Regions from separate parts of the Oryzias latipes genome. Here region 2 is linked to region 1. The links are chromatin contacts, called in public Hi-C maps. All regions are on one chromosome and are shown on one strand. The core of a region is the stretch at or near the end of the contact, and the rest is flanking DNA. Distances in the headings are between cores, read along the strand shown.

Region 1 (4,600 bases), core at 883-3,382:
CATCACGCTTACCCAACCGCATTTCGATCAGCCAATCATTGGTCTTGTTGTTACACCTTACAGGGACATGGTGATGCATGAAATGTGTGAAGCAGCCAGGTTTATCTTATGGTATTTTTCTGATTTTCATCGAGACAATAATAGATCGATCATTCTTGCTTTTATTTTACCACTATTGAATGCTCACAGAGACACGGAAGTAGCGGCAGAAAGCGGCTTTTGCAGCAAGATGGACAGAGAGTGCAGGATCATGTGAATGAACGTGATTACCGTGCTTTTGTGCTTTTTAAAATAAATAAATCTGATCTCTAAACATCCTCTGTGTCTTCAATGCAATGTAATGAGACACACACAGACAGAAATGTGAGGTTATCTGCTGTAAATCTATGACGGGAATAACAGGAGAAATGATCGGCTAGTTCTGGGGTCGGGAACCTTTTTGGCCGAGAGAGCCATAAACGCCACATATTTTTAAATGTAATTTCGAAAGAGCCATACAATAATGTTGTGTCCCTTTCCCAAACTGAGGCACGGAGACTTAACCTCTTTTAAGGTTCTTTATTCTGGTTACTGCAGACCGTAACCAACACCGTACAATTAATTCAGCAACTCCTCAGTCTCTCCCCCGCTGAGACGAGGGCGCTTCACCCAACTCCTTATTCGCTCACTGCCGCATCAGCTCTCCTATTTCCTTATTCGGCCCATGGCTGAACCCCATTGGTCCAAACTACCTAACAACAGGCTAAGCGACAGAACTGAGGGCCAATCAGCAGCTCTGCTTGATGCGTTCAATGAACTCCAAAATTTAGAACGCGACCCAACAACAGCCCCCCAGTCCAACTCAGTCCACAACAATATGTTTAAAACTAAATATACGAGTGAATGTGTGCATTTGATGTAATTTCAACACTTTTTAAGTACAATAAGTCTGTGGATTCTTTTGAACAACATTGTTATGCTGTTGCTAATAAATGATGAGTATTTCTTCTGGTGCTGCATGGTTTTGCTGAGGGACTAGTCTGGTTGATACGTGGTGAGTTTCAGCTTCATGCAGGCGTTGAGACTTCCATCTGTTAAACGTGATTGTAGGCTGGTCTGAATGTTCTTCAGATGTGAGAAAGACTGCTCACATGCAGACGTGGAGCCAAACATATACTCACACGCTGCAGTATGTGACAGCAGCGTGTTTTAAGTTTTGACAATCCCTGTGGGATTCACCTTGCAGCCCGCGCCCACAAACCCCCCCTTTCTTCCTCACACATCCCGCTGCAACCGTGGGCACTTTCTCAGAGACGGGAGCGCGCAGTTGAAGGGACGGCGGTTCGCAAGTTTCAGGCTGTTGTAAACTCTGTGAAATTATAGATCATAGTAAACTGACATGCGTTGTAGATTTTTTTTCTCCAAGCACCGCTACCACTGCGCATCGCATCGCACCCGAGATGGACTGGTCTAATGGGAAAAAAAAAGTATAATTAAAGAATTAAAGATTTTTCTGTGAGCCACACGTGACCATCACGCGAGCCATAGGTTCCCGACCCCTGGGCTAGTTAGTAGCATGTAGCCCGCTAGCCTTCAAATGTAAAGCCACTGCTAAAGAGTGTGTTAATAAAGGGCAAGTCCAGAATATTATTATTCCTATATTCCCCCCTAAACTACAATATCAGCTGGCTGTCAGTCTACTGGCCAGCCAGCTGCCCAAATGCCGGCATGACAAGGAAAGAGCTCCGCGGCGGAGCTATGTCCGGTGAATCGTATGGCAAACCACCAAGCTTAGGCATCATAAATCTTATATTTTTCTTATATTCATTGAGACAATAATAAATTGATCACTCTTGTTTTTCTATTTCCTTTCTTGAACGAATGAATGTGGGTGACAGAGACACGGAAGTTACCGCTAAAAGTGGCTTTTGCGGCCGGACGGAGAGCATATCCGTGTTTATGAATGACTCATGACGTGAATAATTATTGCGTTTGAACAAATTAATTGTTGCGTTTGCACGAGTTAATCATTTCGAGGGAACGAAATAGTATTTCGAGGGAATGCAATAGTATCTTGTGAGAATGGAATAGTATTTCGTGCGAATAAGATATTAATCTGTGGGAACGAGATATATTTTATTTTTTTAATGTCAGGAAACGGGCTCCGTACTTAATAACCAGAGTTACATTACAAAATATTAAGGTGAACTTGACCAAATTCTGCTCCATCATACAAATATTTTTTAAATCAACCAGTGGGATTTCGTGGATTCCTTTTTCTTCATTTTCTTTGTCTACATTGAGACTTAAACAGTAAACAGAGGCTCGGTTGTGGTTTGGTTTCTCAGAGGGAATCCATGGTGGGCTTTTCCTGACTTACCGTCAGCCCAGCGCACTAAGCTGCTCAGCCTCTGAATGAACTGATCCGTCAGTCCGCCTTAAGCACGAGGCCTTTCAGCCTGATTTAGTGCGGCTTTTATATATTTGATTTGAATATCAAAACAAAAGGATAGAATCAAATAAATGTTGCAACTGCGTCATCCAGCAGCCTGCCCTCGTATCCATTTATTTATTTGTTTATTTTCTAGCGTCACGTGACCCGCTAATCCTGCGCGTATTTCCGCGTGACGAGCTCCTCATCAATGACTCCCCATGGAGGATCTCCTCCTCCTGCTCCTCCAGCCGCATCCGCCCGCCCTCCCGCTCTGCACACCGCGTAACCCGATGCTCTCCTCCTTCTTCACCTCCTCCATCTGATTCTCCATCGAGTGGATCAGCGGCGGCCGTTGTGGGGGGGCATCCGGGCAAAGGGAGCCGCGCCGGCGCGCACCGGCCCGCGGACGCCGCACCACGACGCGCCAACGGCGGCAACATGCTGAGCCGGGTCAAGACCGCCGTGGCCGGCTTCATGGGCGGCATCGTGGCCGGGGGCGGCTCCGCGGGGGGCGGCGGCCACGCCGGCGCGGACATGCCGCTGAAATTCCCCTACATGCGGCCGGACTTCCTCGGACTGTCCACGGACGAGATCGAGTGCTCCGCGGACCACGTCGCGCGGCCCATCCTCATCCTGAAGGAGACCAGGAGATTACCGTGGGCCACCGGATACGCTGAGTAAGCACCTCCGCGGCTCCCGGTGCAATCGAGAAACCGCGATTCCATTCATTTATTCGTCGTCATCTAAACTGCGCACGCGCTGTTGAGTCAGCACAAACCTGTCGTCCACCTGAGTTGGTGTGACGTCTTGCGTCCACTCTATCCGAGCCGCGAGCTGATTTTCACGCACCTTGCACGTGCGCAACGACGGAGTTAACGCACCAACTGCGCCCAGTTTAGAGTCTGGCTGACCGTCAGACTGACGCAAAGTCACGCAGCTGCTTCCACAAGCATCGATTTGCCCTCAGATGCTGCAACTTTACTGCCCCCCCTCCCCGCGTTTTTCCTTACTGCTCCATAGAAGACCATCTGTGTCACAGCTGCACAGTACGCATGCGTAGTGCTTCTATTAAAGCTCAGTGCTTTTTTCAGTAAGTCCATAAAATGCAATCTGACTTTAATCTTGGATTTGTTTTCTTTCAGTTATTCCCGAAAATACATAATAATTGTTGATTTACTTTTTTAAAGTACACTTATTTTTCTTTAACTGTGATCAGGATCTCGTTTTCAAGGGCAACTTTGAGCAAAGGGTGACTACAATAACAGTTAGACATATAGGGAAGGAAAATATGAAGTAAAACTATTTTAAAAAATACAAATTGTACATAACAGGCTTTTAATGCTTCTAATGTTAGTTTGTGAGCAACAACTTGGTACCGCCAAGGGTGTCAAGGAGCAAAAATACATTTATACATAAAACAAGCTTTTAACCACCTGTAATGTTAGTTTGTGAGGAGCTGCACTGATGTTCATGGGTCAAATTGGCATGTTTAATCTAAACTCTAGTGTACACTTATTTTGGTTTTATTTTTAAGCCAGATTATAAACCCATTAAGTTTAGAATCTCTTTTTCAAGGATGACTTGTTCCAAAGGCGTCGCAACAAACGTAATAAATAAAAAATATAGATAATAATTGATAATAGATAAAAAGACTATAAAAAGTAAAACGATTCAAAAATTACAAAAATAACTTACTTTAAAGAGGCTGATAATCTTCCTGTAATGTTCGCTTGTGAGGACCAGCAGTGACATTCGCGGGTCAAATGTTCCCCGGTGTGCATTCACTGGCATCAAGATCTCCTTTTCAAGGGTGACTTGGCTTAAAGCAGGGGTGCTTATTACCTCGAAGGATGTGACGGTAGATCACGGGTCATCAAAGATAAATAAATAAAAAAAATGTAAAAAGATATTTTTTTAAAAAGCTGTCAGCAAATCATCATCCACACTGTGTAATAAGTTACTTAATTGACATGCAGAACAGCCAATAGAACATCCTCTGAGTCATACGTCACTGTGTTTAACTACACTCAGCGCACTTTTTTTCTATCTTTCTTTCATCTCCCTGCGCACTGGGTTTCCAGGGGAGCCATTTACACTATGGCCCATACAAGCTGTTTTTTTTTTAGGCCCAGTACCCCTTGTGTTATCTTGTGGGGTCAAAATGACCCCACCCTTACATTGACGTGT
Region 2 (4,600 bases), core at 1,339-3,838, 50 kb before region 1:
GCTAAAAATCTGCAGTGCAGCTGCAGTTGGATGTGACTGAACCCAGAGCTGGTTCATGGATTTAACACATGATGTTCCTCTAATCTGTCACATTCCAAATCTCAATTTCTTGATGCTTGAAATTCAAATTTCTCTGTATTTTTTCACGTGCTCTGGATCTCCAGCTGCAGCTGAAAACACAAATCAACAGAGAAAGAAAAGGCTGCCCATGTCGTCATACCATGAAACCAAGAACAAAAAGTCCACCGGCTGAAGCTTGAAGCTCTTTCAGGCTCTCGAGATAACCGAGACAATGACCCGCCAATGACTCACCAAACTCAAAAAAGAAGAGAAAGGAAGAAACCTGCATGGAAAACCGATATCTGCACCATCACACCACCTCTAAGATCTGAGATAAAGTCACTGAGGTGCTTTGTTTACGTACTTTTACAACATGTAACTGATATAAGAATGTTTACTATCGCTTCTTTCCCATAGAAAAAAAACGAATTTGTAAGACATTTTTACATAAATATGGTCATCTCGGTGAATACAAGAAGGTCTGATCTCAAAGGGGACAACCCTTTGACTTCCAGGTGGAAGCCTGGTTAAAAAGCAAAAGTAATTGGAGCCAGATTATTTCAGAAAGTGACCAGTAGAGGCTTGTTACTGTTCGTTGTGTTGTATATTTAGTTTAAGAATTCTGAAATTAGAAGTTTTAGTTGCTTGGCATTTATCAGAAAGTCATTGGAGGTGAGCAGGACCAACTGAAGACACTGCGTTGTTGAGTAGGAGAGAATGCTCAAGGTTTCCCATAATGCTTTTCATTTGTCCTTCTTTGGACAATCTGCCTCTTATTTTCCATCCAGTTTTTCCGATCCAGGTAATCATCCAATAGCATCAAGGTACCTTCAGTTCTTCTCCTATGCAGGACACAGGGTTGGACAGTCTGATGCACCTCCTAAAAGCCACAACCAACTCTGTTGTCCTAATCACATCAGTATCAGATGACCTCTCTGCTGATCGAAGGGTTTTTGACTTTCTACCAAAAGTCAGAGGAAAAAGAAGGGTGCAGGTACAGCCCCCTGTGGTACTCCTGTACTAATCTTCCAGTCAGACTTTACAACCCTTTGGTCCTACAAACTGTGGTGTGTCTATCATGTAGTTCTTCATCCAGATGATTGAGGATGCATTGAATATACATATTTATGAGACATGAATATGGTATTTTTAAAATACATTTAACCCCATTGTATCAAGCAACAAAGAATCTGTTCCTGCATCCCAAAATCAGTATGGTTGGGTTGTGAGTGCAAGTTGTAACAGAGACAGACAAATTGTGAGAACGTTTTAGATGGATGGGTAGATGGACAGACTGACAGATACTTTTATTTGTCATAGTACAAAGAAATTTAAAGTGCTCTTTGATCATCATTCATTCATTAAAAAAACAATTTACTGCTAGTAAACTTGCAACTAATAAACAGTGCATTATTTTTTCATTTTACTATAATAGTCAAGTATCAGCAACTGTCTTTATTCCAGTTAATCCTCAGTATATTAAAGTGTCTGTTTTTTAGGTTATCCTGGTCATGTCATCTGTCCATCTATCATTTTGTTTTATGGTTTTGTCATGTTTGAATTTATTCAAAGGACCCAAATGATGAAAAATCGAAGTGTATAATAATGTTCTGTCTTCACATTAAACAACCCTAAAGAAGTATTTTGATCCATTAACACATCTCTGAGCATTCCTCTAAAAACCTCCCAATCCACCAAAGTGAGCAGGTTCTCTCACACTTTGATTTAGAATAGTGAGAACAGCCCCTTCCAGTAAGAGTCTGCACTGCTAGCTCCGCCCCCAGGCTAACAAACACTTTCTTCACAGAGCTAGCAATGATCGGCTAAACGCTTATGTAAGTCCCCACAACATGCACATCCATCTTTTCAAGAGTTTGAATTTTGTTGTGGTTTTTTTTTATTTTTCATGGGCGAAATGCAGACATGATGTTGAAGGCCGGCTCTAGGTTGAAGTCATGAAATGTGAGGCACCCACAAGGAGCAAAAGGCGGTGCCTCGGAGATCAAGTGGTCTTACTTCCAGGAAGGAAAAAGAGCTGAGACAAAAAACTAATATATTATAAAAATAATGTTCTTTAGTGCGCATAATGAAATATATTATCAGACATTTTAGGTCCTTCACCTGAAAGAATGACCTGACCAACCTAAACCCAGCAGGAGATTGTCCACACCATATCACGCCATGGCAGGTTTTCCTGCAGCTCTCTTCAAGTGATGCCATGTCACACAAATCCATGTATCTACCTGTTCTTGAAGGGGAAGGCCAGAACCACACTTGACAAGCTATGTTCTGCCTCTAAAGAGAGTCGCTCCCCTTCCTGTGTCCCATCAGAGACTTGTCAGGGCCGCTCCTCTGCATGTGTCCATGGGTGGGGTCACCGGGGCTGCTCCACTTTATGTGTCCTGCCTGAGAAGGGTTGCAGGGGCTCCTCCTCTTTATGTGTCATGTCTCTGGGGACAGTTGCCAGGACCGCTCTTCTCGCTGTGTCCTGTTTGAGGAGGGTTTCTGGGCCACTCCTCTTTATATGTCCTGATCCTTGCAAAGGCCGTGCCCTTTCATATGTCCTGTCCCAGACGATGGTTGTCAGTCCTACCCCTTAATCATGTGACTTGTCCCTGAGGAGGGTCTCCTTTTCCCTTAATAGTGTTTGCTATTCATGGGCAAAGTTGTGAGGGCTGCTTATCTTCCTTTTGTTTCTAAGGAGGGAGTTTTCCATGACATCCTTCCTCTCTGTTTGACTGCAGGCACCTGAAGTGTTATCTGGTTTTTCTTTTGTTCTAGCTCTCCTCCAAATCCCTTCCTCCTAACTGTCATGTGTTGGGGCATCTTTAATCTGCCCTTTTGCAGATGAAGTAATGTGAGGATTATCCTTTTTGTTTCTACTGTTGTTTCCTTGGGTCTTCTTGTCACATTCTGGTTTCGGGTATTTCCCCCTGAAAACCCTAAAAGCAGGTTTCAGGTTCCCTCCTCGTGTGACTGACACTTAATCTGGTGAGTCAGTCAAACCAGATTAGGAGTCAATAATACAGTGGTCAATCATCTACCACTGTCTTCATTACATTTAATCATCCTCTGTATGTTTTAGTTTTGGGTTTTTTCATCTCATGTCATCTGCTCTGTCACCCATTTTGTTGCTCCCTTTGTTTTATGGTTTTGTCTTAAATTTCCACCATAAACCTGGTCTCCTGAATTTCGCGTCCTACATCACCAGTCACTGACAATGTGAGTGAAGTCTTTCATGACCATTTATATGCATGACTCACGTCCAATCCTGTGCAGGAGAGAGCTTTAAAAAGTTTAGATTAATTTAAAGGTCAAGAACCGTGAGTTTCAGTACTGAGTTCAGTACTGAACTCAGGCATGTCCAAAGTCTGGGCCTTGGGCAAAATGTGGCCCGCATTCAAATTTTCACCAAGCCGCAGGCGCCTTTCCTTAAATCAAGGATATGGCTGTTTTTAAAGAGTTCAATATCAAGAAGGACTACCAGAAAAAAACATGCCATCGATTTGTTTTCTTTGTGAGGAAATGACAATATGCTATTGCAATAAAATGTTCAGTAACCAATTGTATAATATTTGATCCACATATTTCTGAGACATTACCTCATTAGCATGATCCAAACATTCCTTATAAAACCCATTATTTACAACTTGGTTTGTGTTTTCTGTCCTGCACTTCATTATCAATCCACTAGAGGCAGTAGAAGGGCTTTTCCTGCTCATCAGAAAATGTCTGCTTCCATAAAATCGCAAAAATACTTTTGGCAGGAAAACATTTAGCTAATTTTCTAAACTTTGTGCTGAAAATACCTAAACTATTGTTGTTCCCTTTTAAAATGACTACTGGTACTTGCTGTTTTGAAAGAATGAGAAATTTGCTGATAATTGATTCTTAATAATACAGCTACATCATGTTAAGAATGTGTGGATCACATTTGAGACGGTGGATAAATAACATGCTTTTTTTCCACTCATGTCAATATTTTTGCATCTTAAACTGACGTTGCTGTGAACGATAACGTATGAAATCATCCAAAATATCATAATGAAAACTATATCACATTTCTAAGAAATTTATATTGCTACATTTTTTTGTGGATTTTATCAAATGGTATTAGATTTTGTGAATTTTGTGTCAATTTATTTGATGTACTGGACTGTACAGTGCTAAATAGTTATTTTGCATTTAATGTTATTAAAATAGTTCAAAATTGTTAAGCCAGGTGGTCGGCTCTGACTTAGGCTATGGTCACGAACTGCCACCGCGCAATGGGGAGGCTTTGGCAGAATCTTCAAGGTTAGCTGCTGGTGCCTAACACGCTTATGAAGCCAAGTTTAGACTGGAAGCTATCATCTATGCAAGAGAATTCAAGATTAATGAATCCATGGTTCGCAAGTGGAGGAAGCTGGAAAACGATCTCCGACAAGTCAAGAAGACGCAGCTGAGTTGCAGCGGAAACAAGGCGAGGAGGTCTGAGTTGGAAGAACGACTCGAGCGATGGATTAACGATCAGAGAACAGCTGGGAGAAGCGCCTCTACC

What was found. Hi-C and Micro-C count contacts between places; a contact is called where the count stands out from the background.
Region 2: a Hi-C map of embryo shows a contact between it and region 1, with 1.8 times the contacts expected there. The contact joins the enhancer-like site here to the promoter of LOC101161933 in region 1. A contact is called at or near these places in 4 of 5 Hi-C or Micro-C datasets (embryo and fibroblasts).

What each region holds. Positions count from the first base shown.
Region 1 is chr23:6,985,815-6,990,414 of ASM223467v1, reverse strand. It overlaps LOC101161933 (protein phosphatase 1H), which reads left to right and starts at 2,132. Exons shown (of 10, transcript XM_023952281.1): 1 at 2,132-3,090. The coding sequence starts at 2,852. il17rel (putative interleukin-17 receptor E-like) reads right to left here and starts at 3,309. Exons shown (of 18, transcript XM_023952280.1): 1 at 3,192-3,309.
Region 2 is chr23:7,036,384-7,040,983 of ASM223467v1, reverse strand. No RefSeq gene overlaps it. Among protein-coding and RNA genes, the nearest start is that of LOC111946918, 35 kb to the right of the region's middle. Within about 2 kb of position 2,588, at least 2 of the 8 cell types and tissues checked have an H3K27ac peak or open chromatin away from gene starts, as enhancers often do. A contact at or near this core is called in embryo, where this site is marked.